Linked DNA regions of Manis pentadactyla: region 2 is linked to region 1. Evidence: chromatin contacts called from public Hi-C data. All regions are on one chromosome and are shown on one strand. Each heading gives the region's core, a stretch centred on a gene start, on an enhancer-like site or on the middle of the called end of the contact. The rest is flanking DNA. Distances are from core to core; before and after follow the strand shown. Region 1 holds the start of KLHL30 (kelch like family member 30). Region 2 holds the start of RAB17 (RAB17, member RAS oncogene family).

What was found. A called contact is a pair of places that touch in the nucleus more often than the background predicts.
Region 2: a contact with region 1 is called in a Hi-C map of skin fibroblasts, with 2.9 times the contacts expected there. The contact joins the promoter of RAB17 here to the promoter of KLHL30 in region 1. A contact is called at or near these places in 2 of 3 Hi-C or Micro-C datasets (fibroblasts and skin fibroblasts).

Annotation. Positions count from the first base shown.
Region 1 is chr6:2,698,868-2,704,587 of mManPen7.hap1, forward strand. It overlaps KLHL30 (kelch like family member 30), which reads right to left and starts at 1,258. Exons shown (of 8, transcript XM_057503371.1): 1 at 1,105-1,258. It overlaps ESPNL (espin like), which reads right to left. Exons shown (of 9, transcript XM_057504364.1): 9 at 5,648-5,720. The coding sequence ends at 5,654.
Region 2 is chr6:3,116,615-3,122,070 of mManPen7.hap1, forward strand. RAB17 (RAB17, member RAS oncogene family) reads left to right here and starts at 2,097. Exons shown (of 6, transcript XM_036901091.2): 1 at 2,097-2,230.

The DNA of each region.
Region 1 (5,720 bases), core at 8-2,507:
CAGCCCTGCGAGGTGGGTGCTACCAGGGTCGCCTTTACAGATGGGCACGCGGGGGCACAAAAGGCTGAAGTCGCCTGTGCAAGATCACCAGGCCAGCAGGTGGGGAAGCCAGGCTGGGGGGCCCCTGCTGAGCCCCAGGTTAACGTCTCCAGGGGTAGCTTGGTAAAGAGCGCCTCCCCACCACCACAAAGGAAAACTCCCTGACAGCAATTTTGCCTCCCAGTGTTCATCTCGCTTGATTGTGGGCCTATTTAATTATGTGCATATTTATTTCTGTACTTGTGATATTTTACCCTAAGAAAACCGCCCCAACAGATCTAGGTCTGCGCAGACGCGGAGTTGCCCGTCTGGCCACCAGGGGGCGCCGTCCAGGCCATCGAAGGGGCTGCGCGGCCCCGGAGACGGGTTGGGCGCAACAGGCAGGATGAACATGGCAAAGCCCGTCAAGAGAGTCAGTGAGCTGGGGGTGCCGCCGGAGGGCGGGGCCCGCGGAGCCGTGACGGCCGTGTGGCCCTGCGCGGCCCCGCCGGGTCGGGAAGTGCACAGGGAACCCGCCGCGGGACCTGCCTGGGCCCATCGGCCGCCGTCCCCCCTGCCCGGCCACCACCCCGGGCCTCGCATTCCCAGCACGGCTGTGCCCCCTTTGGCAGGACAGGGCCGGCAGGGGGCGCGCCCAGCCACCTGCCCGCGGGGCCTCAGCGGGGGCCGCGGACACCGGCCGCCCGAGGGTCCACCGGGAGGGGGCTGCTGGGGAGTCTCAGGCCTCAGCCCCGTGCCCGCCGTGGCCACGAGTTTGGAGGGCTGAGTGGACAGGTCAGCTCGGCCGGTGACTGGACGCTGTGGCCCTGGCTGTGCCCAGAGGGTGGGTCCAGCCCCACACCCGCCCGCCTCTCCCGGGCGCGGAGGGAAGGGTGCCCGCTGAGCCTCCACCCGCTCCAGAGGGCTGGGCTTGACCAGGGCTGGGGGCTCTCTCCGAATCACCCAGGGCTGCGGCCTCCAAGCCTGGGGCGCTGTCCCACCGCAACCCACCTCCCGCACCCCTTCCCTGCCCAGGCCCCACCTCCCCTCCCTGTCAGCGCTGCTCTAGAGCCCCCGGGGCCCTACCTGTGGGCCCCTGGGCCTCCTCTCTGAGAACTCGGCGGAACAGGACAGCTTGGCCAGGGCCGCAGGGAAGGCCTTCTAGGCTGGGCTGGGCAGCCACGTGGGGACAAGGGTATTTTTAGCCTCTGTCTGTGCTGGTGGGAGGGCGGGAGGGGAGGTGGGCCAGTGGGGGAAGGGGAGAGGTGGTGGCTCCTCCCTGAAAGCCCACACCGGCCACCCCCCATCCGGAAGCCAGCCTCCTCCTGGACGGCATTCCAGGGCGGCCCAGGCAGGGCGCGGCCCCTCCCCGTGGCACCGGGCTGACTGGGGTGGGGTGCAGCCCACCCCTCCTGTTTCCTCAGGGGCCAGAGGCGGGCAGTGGGCCTGTGCTGGGGCCTCAGGAGGGCATGCCGAGGCCCCAGCTCTGGGCTCCACATACGTTGGCTTATCCGTGGTTACTGACGACCCATGGGACCTCCTGTTGTGTCAAGCAGGAACACTGACTGGAGTGAGAAAGTGCCATTCGGTCAGCAGGGCTTTCAAAACGTGGGGCCCGTGGTGGTGCGGAAGTCCTTGGTGGTTAAGGGGGTGCCCAGAGAGGTGAGGAGGCCTCTGCGAGCGCCCCACCAGCCAGGTGATGGGGACAGGGGACCCTGAGGCTCCAACACCCCCATCGTGGCCTTGGCCTCCGGCTGCCCTGGTGTCTTCATTAGCTGTAGAGCCAAAGGCAGCTAAGAAATGGGGACATCTAAAAATAAGGCAGCAGCCGGCCTCTCCTCCGGCTCCGGGTTCCAGGTGGTTCCAGGGGGCTCCCTCCTCTCTGGGTCTCGGTTGGGCTCTGGGCCTGGGGTGCTGAGGGGAGGTCGCTTACATTTCTCTTGCCAATGGTCGGAGCAAAGGCTTCCCAGCCGAGGGCCTGCAGGTCCGCAGGAGAGAAGCCCGCAGCCTGGGGTGGCCAGGTGGGCGCCTCCACCTGTCGGCCCCTCCCTCGTTCACCTACACGGGCCTTGCAAATCGTCTAGGTGTGCTGTGACGCAGGAGGGCCTCGGCGGCCGGCTCTGAGGGAGGCCTCCCAGTGCCCACTAGGGACTGGCCGCAGGGTGACAGCCCTTGCTTCTGGCAAAGTTAGGCCAGTCCCTGCTCTCCTGATGTGTGCAGCTGAGGACGTGGCCTACGCGAGGTACTGCCATGACTGATGAGTTAATTCCTGGGCTACAAGGTGCTTCCCAGCCCGGCTCACCTGCCTGATTCCCCCACACCCACCCTGGACAGCCCCTCCCTTCGCCTTGGGCATCAGTCCCACGTTGGTGAAGAGACCTTTAAGGGTGTCCCCAGGTCCCGCTGTGTCCAGGACTGTCCAGGGGAGGGCGCTGGAGGCAGAACAGAGGCAATGGACTTGCCTCCCTTTGCTGGCAGAACATGAAGGGTTAATGTGCTCCTGACTCAGGCTAGAGGAAATGAGGACAGGGGATTCTCATGACAGGCCACTGTCACCGGGAGCCCGCTTGGGCACAGCGCTGTGCGCCAAGAATGGAGGCCTTGCCTGGATGTGGGGATAGGAGCCCAGCACCTCGAATGACAGGTCAGTTTGGGAAACTCAATACCAGGGGCTCAAAACGGGATCCTCATCATCAGATTGCTATTGAGCAGAGCAGTTTTTAAAAATACGCTGTTTGGTGGTTGTTTTTTGTTGTTATGATAAAAATAACACATACTTGTTGTGGAACATTTGGGAAGCACAGAAAAATATAAAGCAGAAAATTTAGCCCGTACAGAGGCCATGCCTGTGAACACTCCCTGTGTCTTACCAGTCTCCACATTGGAAGGGCTGCTGGCTGTTTTGGGTCCTGTTTTATTACTTGATACTTATAGTGGCAGCATTTCTTACGTGATTTGTCTTTGAAAATGTGATTTCACATTTCCCCGTGATGGGGATGTCACAGTTTAAGAAGCTGGAAGTGACATCAGTCCCTTCTATTAATGGACATTCGGTTGTGTGCTGTTGGACTATGATAGCTGACACGGTGTCCCCTCTGCAATGCAGAGGGTGGCATCACCACAGCAAGGTGTGTGCCCACCTTCCAGCTCCACACACGGCCGCTGGTGGTCCAGCTCGGGGGAGTGGGACCCTTTCTCCAGCAGGAGGTAAGGCTGCCCTGACTCCCAGCCCGGCAGCTGCATGCGGGCCGGCCTGGCACAACCCGGCTCAGCCACCTCATCTCTTATCTCTGGGGTCTGTTTTGGGCACAGGGTGCCATCTAGTCATTCTTCCATTTCCCTGTCACCAGAACTCACTGATGCTCCCAGTGACATGACCGGTGGAACAGTTTTAAAAATACACTGTTTTAAAAATTCCCTGTTTCCCCAGGGACCTCCTGTGGCCCTTGATCTCAGGGCAGTTTCCTGGTGAAGTGTCTCCACTTTCTCTGTGCTGGCCTGTTTCTGTGGGTGACCATATTTAGGGTCAAAACCACCTTGTTTAATGGATGATGGCTCTGTAATTATGATATGTTTTCTGTTGTCTCCCTCCCTCCTCATGTGCCACCTGCAGGGCAGTGTGGTTCCGAGGGCCTGGCAACGGAGGCGGCAGGGGACGGGGGCGGGCAATGGACATCAGAGCCCCTGACACCTTCCAACACACCCCTCCTGAGGGCTCCCCGCTGCCAGCCTGTGACCAGCCCTTGCCCAGTTTCACTGGTCATGTTTGAGGGCAAAGAGCTGGGGCCTCGCTGACCAGGCAACAGTGTGTGAGATGCTCACAGGTGCCCGGAGTCGGTGGTGCCCTGCTCTTTAGAACCTGCTCCTTGAAACACGGGTCGGTGGCGCTGGCGTCCCAGGCAGAGACCCCTCTCATACGGGACCTCAGCCCACCCCACCGTGACCCTGGGAGCGGGCAGGTCGGCACTGCACCCCGTTTTGCCACTGAGGAGGCAGGGGCTCTGTGGGGTTGAGGATGCCGCCGCAGGTGTTTCGGTGGAGCTGAGATGAGGACTCGGGTCCCCACCGAGGGCTGGGACCCTCTCTGGGGTGGCAAGCACCACAGCAGAAGCCAGCCAGGAATGGGAGATGGGAGCTTTTATTTAGCAAACTCACACCCAGATCAGAGGGTCTGGAGCCCGGGCCACGCCTCCCCCTTCCCTGTCCTGGCCGCCCCACTCCCTGACACTTGGACTTCCTCTCCCCGAGAGCGCACCCCCCGTGGGACCCCAAGTCAGCCCGCTGGGAGGGCTCTGTGTTCCATGCAACAACTCGCCGGCGCCCTCCAAGCTCTGCAGTGGGGTGGGGACACTGCAGGGGACCCTGTCCCAAGGGGGGCCGGGCTGCAGGGAGGCAGCAGCCAGGGAAAGGTTCCTGAAACCCCCAACACACTGCCTGTCGAGGCCATCGCCCGGCCACAGGGCCCTCTCCCTAAAGCCCCCTGGAATCGGGGGCAGCCCTCGTCGGCCCCACATTCTCCTGGCTGCCAGGGATGTGCCCGGGGACAAGTCACATCCCACGGCGAGACGTTCGGGGTTTTGTCCAGCGACTGTTACGCCCTGCGGCCCTGGAGGCCCTCGGAGGGCACGTCCACCTTTCCTTTGTCCCTCGTGGAGAAGGGTGGGGGTGCCGTCCGGGGGACCACGGGGACTGGCTGTGTCTCACCGCCTCCCAGCTGCGCGTCCCCGCTCCTGCCGCGCAGTCCCCTCCAGGCCTGCCGCTCACCTCTGAGGGCGGGTGTCGGCGCCCCTGCCCAGAGCCCTCCTCAGCCGCTGCTTCTCTCGAAGAAGTTGCTGATGTCCCGGCTCTCAAGGGCCGCAGGGGGGGCCCTCCGCTGCCTCGGGCTGTGCGCCTGGGAGGGCCTGGTCAGCTGGAGACAGGAGCCCCCCGGGAGCCTGCCTTTTGGGGCCCAGAGCCTCTGGAGCGTGCTGGGGGGCGCTGGCGTGGCGGACAGCAGAGCTCATCGGTCGGCGGGTGGCTGCGTGTGGCCGGCACGCGCATCGGGGGGGCCGTCTCCTGGCTTGAGAATCGGGGAGGGCAGTCCAGGCCGACAGGAGGCCTCTTGCCCATGGAGTCCCATTCTTTCCGTCCCCCAGCTCTTCTCCCATTCAGATGGGAAAGAGGCCTGGGAAGGTGAAAGGGCGTGGCCCAAGGTCACCGGAAAAGCCGAGCCAGGACCATGGAGGGCAGATGGAGGCTCTGGGCGCGGCCAGGGTCACCAGCACGGGAGGCACTGAGGGACAGGCCACACAGGCCACTAGAAGGAGGGCCCACGGGACATAACCCTGGCATCCAGGTGCCCAGGGATGAACCGGCAGAAGATCTGGGGCTGGGACCACAAGTCTAACTTCAGGGCCGACTGGGAGACAGAGGGCTTCTTGGGATCAGCGGTGAGAAGGGTTCTGAAGCCGAGCCCCTCAGCTGAGGGGGAACCTCCGCCACAGGGCAGAGCTGGGGGGTGGCAACTAGCACGCTGAGTACTGGCTGGCCTGGCTTTGGGGCTCACCTGGCCACCAGGTGGGTGAAAAAGGAAACGGAGAGAAAAACAGAACCACCCTGCAAAACCCCGCTCTGGGAGGCAGGCCGCCAGCCCGTCTCACTCTCCAGAGCCGAACATCTCGGCCTCTTTCTCCTTCCAGAACGTGAAGCTCCGGTCGATGTAG
Region 2 (5,456 bases), core at 847-3,346, 420 kb after region 1:
TTTTCCCTGCAGCGCTGCTTCCGGGGCTCACGAGGCCCCCCCTCCCCGGGCTGCCAGGCACATCCTCTACCCCCTCCTGGGAGGAGCCGGCCCCGGCCCCTCCCCTCCTGTGCTGCCAGGTGAGCGCTGCCTGTGGCCTGCGCCCTCTGCCCCTGCGGGAGTGAGTAGGAACCCCGGGCGGCCGCCTGTCACCGGGAGTCCCCTGGGCTCCTCTGGGCAGGACTTGTCTTGACTGGTCTCTGCTCTGCCCAGCCTGGCAGGCAGCCAAGCCTCAACCTGATTGCTGAGCTGAGGAATGTAACCTGGTGTTCAGAAGTCCCTGATGGAATGTTCCGTTGAGATAAGAAAGGGTGAAGCTGTCCAGGCGAGGCAGGTGACCGTTCCTGCTTATCTCCAAGGCCTGAGGAGATAAGAATATCCCGGAAGATCTGTACCTCAGATACCTACCAAACTACGAGCTTGGTGTGATACTAGGAGTTGGGGCAGGGAAGCCCCAGGGGAAACGGGGGTGCCCCTGCCCTCCAGAAGTTCCCACAGGAGGGTCGTGGGGCATGTCTACTGAAGGGAGCTGCATGGACAGTTTGAGCCACGCCCGGGGTCTCCTTACCAGGAGCAAGGGGCTGCGGATCTGGGCGGGCAGCTGGCAGAAACCTCAGAAATGTGTATGCAGCAGGAGGTCAGGAATTAGCCAAGTGACCCAGGGGGGCAAATGGGTGGAAAGGAACCCCCCGCCTGGTTGCCTCAGGCTGGAAATCCCCCAGCACTGAAGGTGTTTGTTTGAGCAGGGACTGAATCAGTTGGCAGGGGGGTTACAGAGATTCCTCAGACGCTGGCTGGGGCTTGGACCAGATTAGCCCCAGGATCCCTTCTGGCTCCAAAATTCTATAATTTTGCATTAAGGGAAATATGTGCACATGAGTGTGCTTGCTTGCATATGGGTCGAATTAAGGGGCATGAGGGACATTGCCCCTGTTAATGCCAATTCAGAAAAGTTGATAAAGTGCCAAGGAAGAAAGTTAAAAGTTGGTGCAACCTATAAAGATAATATTGAGGTCAGGTAAGTAAATCGCTTACATTTTATTTCCACTGATTTCCGGCAACGATGAGCCTGGTGTGCACAGTCCCAGGTTCCTGTGGGTCTGTGCAGCAGGGCGGCTGTGCTCTGAGGCTCCATCCTCCCCCAGCGAGTTGGTGGGGGCCTCGGCCTGACTCCATGTGTCCCCGTGGGAACATGCCTCCAACTGGAACGTGAGTGCCCGGGGCTCTCTCCCAGTGGAGCTTTGTGGTGAGGTCTTAATGTAGAGGCCAGAGGTGAAAGGGAGGTCTGGGGCCATCTGGTCCAGACCCTCACTTGGAGGTGAGGAGACACAGGTGTCGAGAGGGGGAATGACTTGCTGAGGCCCCGGCGGGAGGATCCTGCCCGTTACAGGTTATGGGCTGTGCAGGTAACCCTAAGACCAGAGAAGTGGCGAGCCCCCCCAGGCCCTCCCTACTGTCTGGCTTCTAGACTCTCACAGTGCCTCTGGGCCTTGCAAGGTGGGAGGAGGTCCTGTTGTCTGGGGTCAGCTGGGTTCCTTGCCATCCAGCAGCAGTGTGCTGAGGGGCAGCTTTTGCTTTGTCACCTGGGTGGGCGTGGTCTCCCTGTGTGCACTTTGGTTCAGACATTGGTGTAAGCAGGATTCTAGGTGGTTCCCAAGACTCTCGGCTCCTAGTGTCTGCACCTGGTATAATCCCCTCCCCTTGCGTGTGCCCAGGGATGTAGATCTGACAGATGTCACTCCCGAGATGAGGCTGTGTGACGGCAAAGGTGAAGGGGGTTTGCTGATGTAACAAAGGTCCCTCCCTCCTCAGCTGACTTTGAGTTAATGCAAAGGGAGATTGTGCCTGGGGGCCTGACCTAATCAGGCGAGCCAATTAAAAGAGGGTCTAGAATCAGAGACTCTCCTGCTGGCCTTGACAAAGCAACCTGCCCCGTGAGAGAGGGCTGTCAGGGGCCACGTGACAGGAACAGCAGGTGGCCTCTAGGAGCTGGGCGCAGATCTGGCGGCCGGCAGGGAAATGGAGCCTCAGTCCTACAGCAGCAAGGAGCTAACTGCCCACAGCCACGGCGAGCTCAGAGAGGACCTCGGGCTCCGGGAAGGACAGCGCCTTGACAGCAGCCTTGTGAGACCCTGAGTGGAGGACCCCGTGAGCTGTGCCCAGACCCCTGACCCACAGAAACTGTGAAATAGTAAGTGTGTGTTGTGAGCCTGTCTGTGGCAGCTTGTTACACGCCTGCTGATCAGTGTGCACTCGGGGGCTGACGGAGGTGTGGTGTTGAGCACCATGACTCTTGGGCTCTTTCCTCTGTCCATCCCTGAGCTCTCTGGGGCCACAAGTCACAGGATTCTTAGTGGAGTTTTATTTCGTATTAATAAAAGAGAACTTCCCCACGAGCCCTCCTCTACCGGAAAACTGAGGCGGAGATGCTCAACTTTAGTGCAGTCCAGTGGCTTGTCTCCTGCAGTAATGTAAGGAGTCAGGGGAAACGCCTGGCCTCTTGGACGCCTTTTTCCTGCATCTGCTCCTCTCCGAGGTGGATGCTGGTGACCCAGGAGTGTGGCCAGTGGCCTCAGGGCAGTGGGGTAGGGGATGTATGGGACATTTGGGACAGGATGAGGGCTTTTCTAGGGGTTTCCACCTTCCCCTCGGGCATATCTGGAGGTGCTGGCCTCAGGGTTCCTGGGCTCCTCAGAGATCACCTCAGTCTTTGCAAGCCCCCTCACCCTTGAGACCTGGCGGGAAAGGCATGTGTGTGGCTGTAAGCATGTGACCCCAAGTCCCCATTCTTTTCCCAGTCCCTTCCTCTGCCCTCCATTTGGGTCCCTCCTTAACATAATCTATGGGAGCTTAATGGACCCCAAAAATCTTTCCTGTGGACAGGACCTGGCTTTCAAACCTATTTTCTGACTGCAGGTGAAAACTCCCATTTTGGATGTAAGACTGGTTATTAACTATTTTGTCTCTTTGCTTTCCTGCCATAAAATGGTATTTACAACTCCCTGCCATTTTGTGCCTTTCTGCTGCACAACCTGCAGAAAGGTTGATGCTTCTAAATAACGAGGAGAAGCCCACCCATGTTAAAAGAGAAAAGCATGTTCGTCTGTTTCATGCTTGGACCCTCCACCCTCGGGGTCACAGGCAGAGCAGCACGCACTGTCACTCAGACCTGTGGTCCCTGGCCTGGGGCGGGTGGGGGATGGGGGCGCCATTCAAGAGGGGAGAGGGGTTCTGGGTCTGCACAGTGACGGAGTGACCCCGGCAGCATCCCGGGAGGCAGCCACACTCCAGAGGAGATCATGGCGAGGAGGAAGGATCCACCTGCCCCAGGGGAGGTGTGGGTGAAGCAGAGTCCCTGAGGGAACCTATGCAGAATGCCATCTAGCATAAGACCCCAGCACCCCACGGGGTGTGGGGGGACCAGGGAGATATCTCCCAGCAGCAGGGGGGATGAGAGTGCCTTCCCTCTGTCACGCTCCTGGACCCCCACTCCCGTGCAGGCGCTGCTGGGATGGAGGGTGACAAAGCTGGAGGAGGGCACTGGGGGATGCAGCCTCCGGTGGCATCCTGCTGGGCTCCAGACATCTGACCAGGACCAGCCGCTCCTGCTGGCCTCCGGCTCCAGGCAGAGGGCCCTGGGAGAGCTGGCCCCCAGCTGTTATGGCTTCCTTCTCTCCTGGGCTGCTGGTTTCAAGTGCAACAAATATCCACTCAGAAATGAGGAAGGAGCCGAGGGAGACATTGAAATGGGACCCATAACAAAGCTGAGAACCTCGGCAGGCGGGCAACACCGGGGCAGGAGCGCGTGACTTCCACGGGTGCTCAGGTAGTGCTGCTCTGTGGGCCAGCCTCCCGCCCTGCCCCTGCCCCAGGTGACCTCATGCCTGCGGTGGACCTTGCCCGGGAGCCTCCCAGGAAGCAGGAGGCTGGGGGCTGGGCACTGCCTTGGCCGGGGCTGCTGCTTCTGTGTGAGCAGGCCTCCGCCAGTCCCTGTAGGGCCACCACCTGCGCAGGGAGGCAGACCTTGCCTCAGGCCAGGAGGGAGGAAGGGGACAGACGAGGGGCCCTGCAGGACCCGGGTGGCAGGTGGTCAGACTGCCTGCGGAACAGGTGAGTCATTGCTTAAACCTCTGTGCCCTGCGCAGAATGTCTGTGCGAGTGTGCGCCTTTATCAGGGTCTGTTTGTTCTTGTGCACATGTTTATATCTCAGAGTCTGTGTTTGTTTCTGAGTGTCTGTGTGTGTTTGTGTGTTTCTGTGTGTGTTCGTGTCTGTCTGTGTGTGTATGCGTGTGTTTGTATCTAAGTGTGTCTGTGTGTATCCATGTGTTTGTGTCTGTGTGTGAGCATATCTGTGTGTGCCTATGCGTGTGTCTGTGTGTGCATAATCAAAAGGGCAAAGTGAGGGTGAGGAGTTTGTCCTACTGGGGGCCAGAGCGCCTTAGCTGGGATCCCTGATGACTTGCCAGGTCCGTTTCTCTGGAAGGAGATTCCTGCTTAAATAGTGGCCTTTGGGAAAACGCTAGTTAAAGGCCTTGAATGTAAACCGGATAATGAACAGAAGCCTTTAAGGAATCCATTTCAAATGGGTCCAGATGCTCACTTAATACAGATTGGCATGGGGATGAACAACTACCCAGTAATCTCGGGGTTCTTTGTGCTAAGTGATGAGACCCTTCCCTGGGATGCCCACTCCCACGCCCCCAACAAAGCACTCGTTTGGATTGCAATCATTTTTTTTTGTCTTGGTGGAAGGGACAGGAGCCTGTGAGAAATGAAAAAGCCCTGAATCAAGAGGGTAGAGAGGGGTCTCTATTAAGCCCAGTCATGAATATTGCATTCTTGGGAAAATTTGTGTATTTAGGAAAACTTCAATAGCCCCATCTTGATTGAATTTGAGAGGCCAAGTCAGGAGTCACATTTCCAATTTTCTCTCTAAACAGAGGGCTCCAGCCTCTGATTATGGGAAGCTTACAACATGCTATTACACTAAATTATACATGAGAAAGCTTATTGCAGTCTTATTTATTACAGAGAAAAAAATTAAAACCAAGAAAAAATCCAGGAGTAGGGAAATGGTTCAGCAAATTGGAATAGTTGTCTGACTGTTAAATGGCCATTCAACATATATCTGTTGACTGTATATGTTGAATACATATATAATAAATACAGCAATGTGGAAAACTGCCTTTGGTATATGGTGTTATTTTATAAAGGTAGGATACATAAAATTTTAAGTTAAAGTGATGGGCTTTGGTTTGTTTTTAACATTTACAGGAAAAAAAACTAGAAGAAAGTAGGCAAAATACCATTCCTGGTTGTATTAAGGTGTAGAATTATGGATAATATAATTTTTTTCACATTGACAATTATGCGTTTATAGTGATGGTAAAATAACATTTTTAAGCGAACATTATTT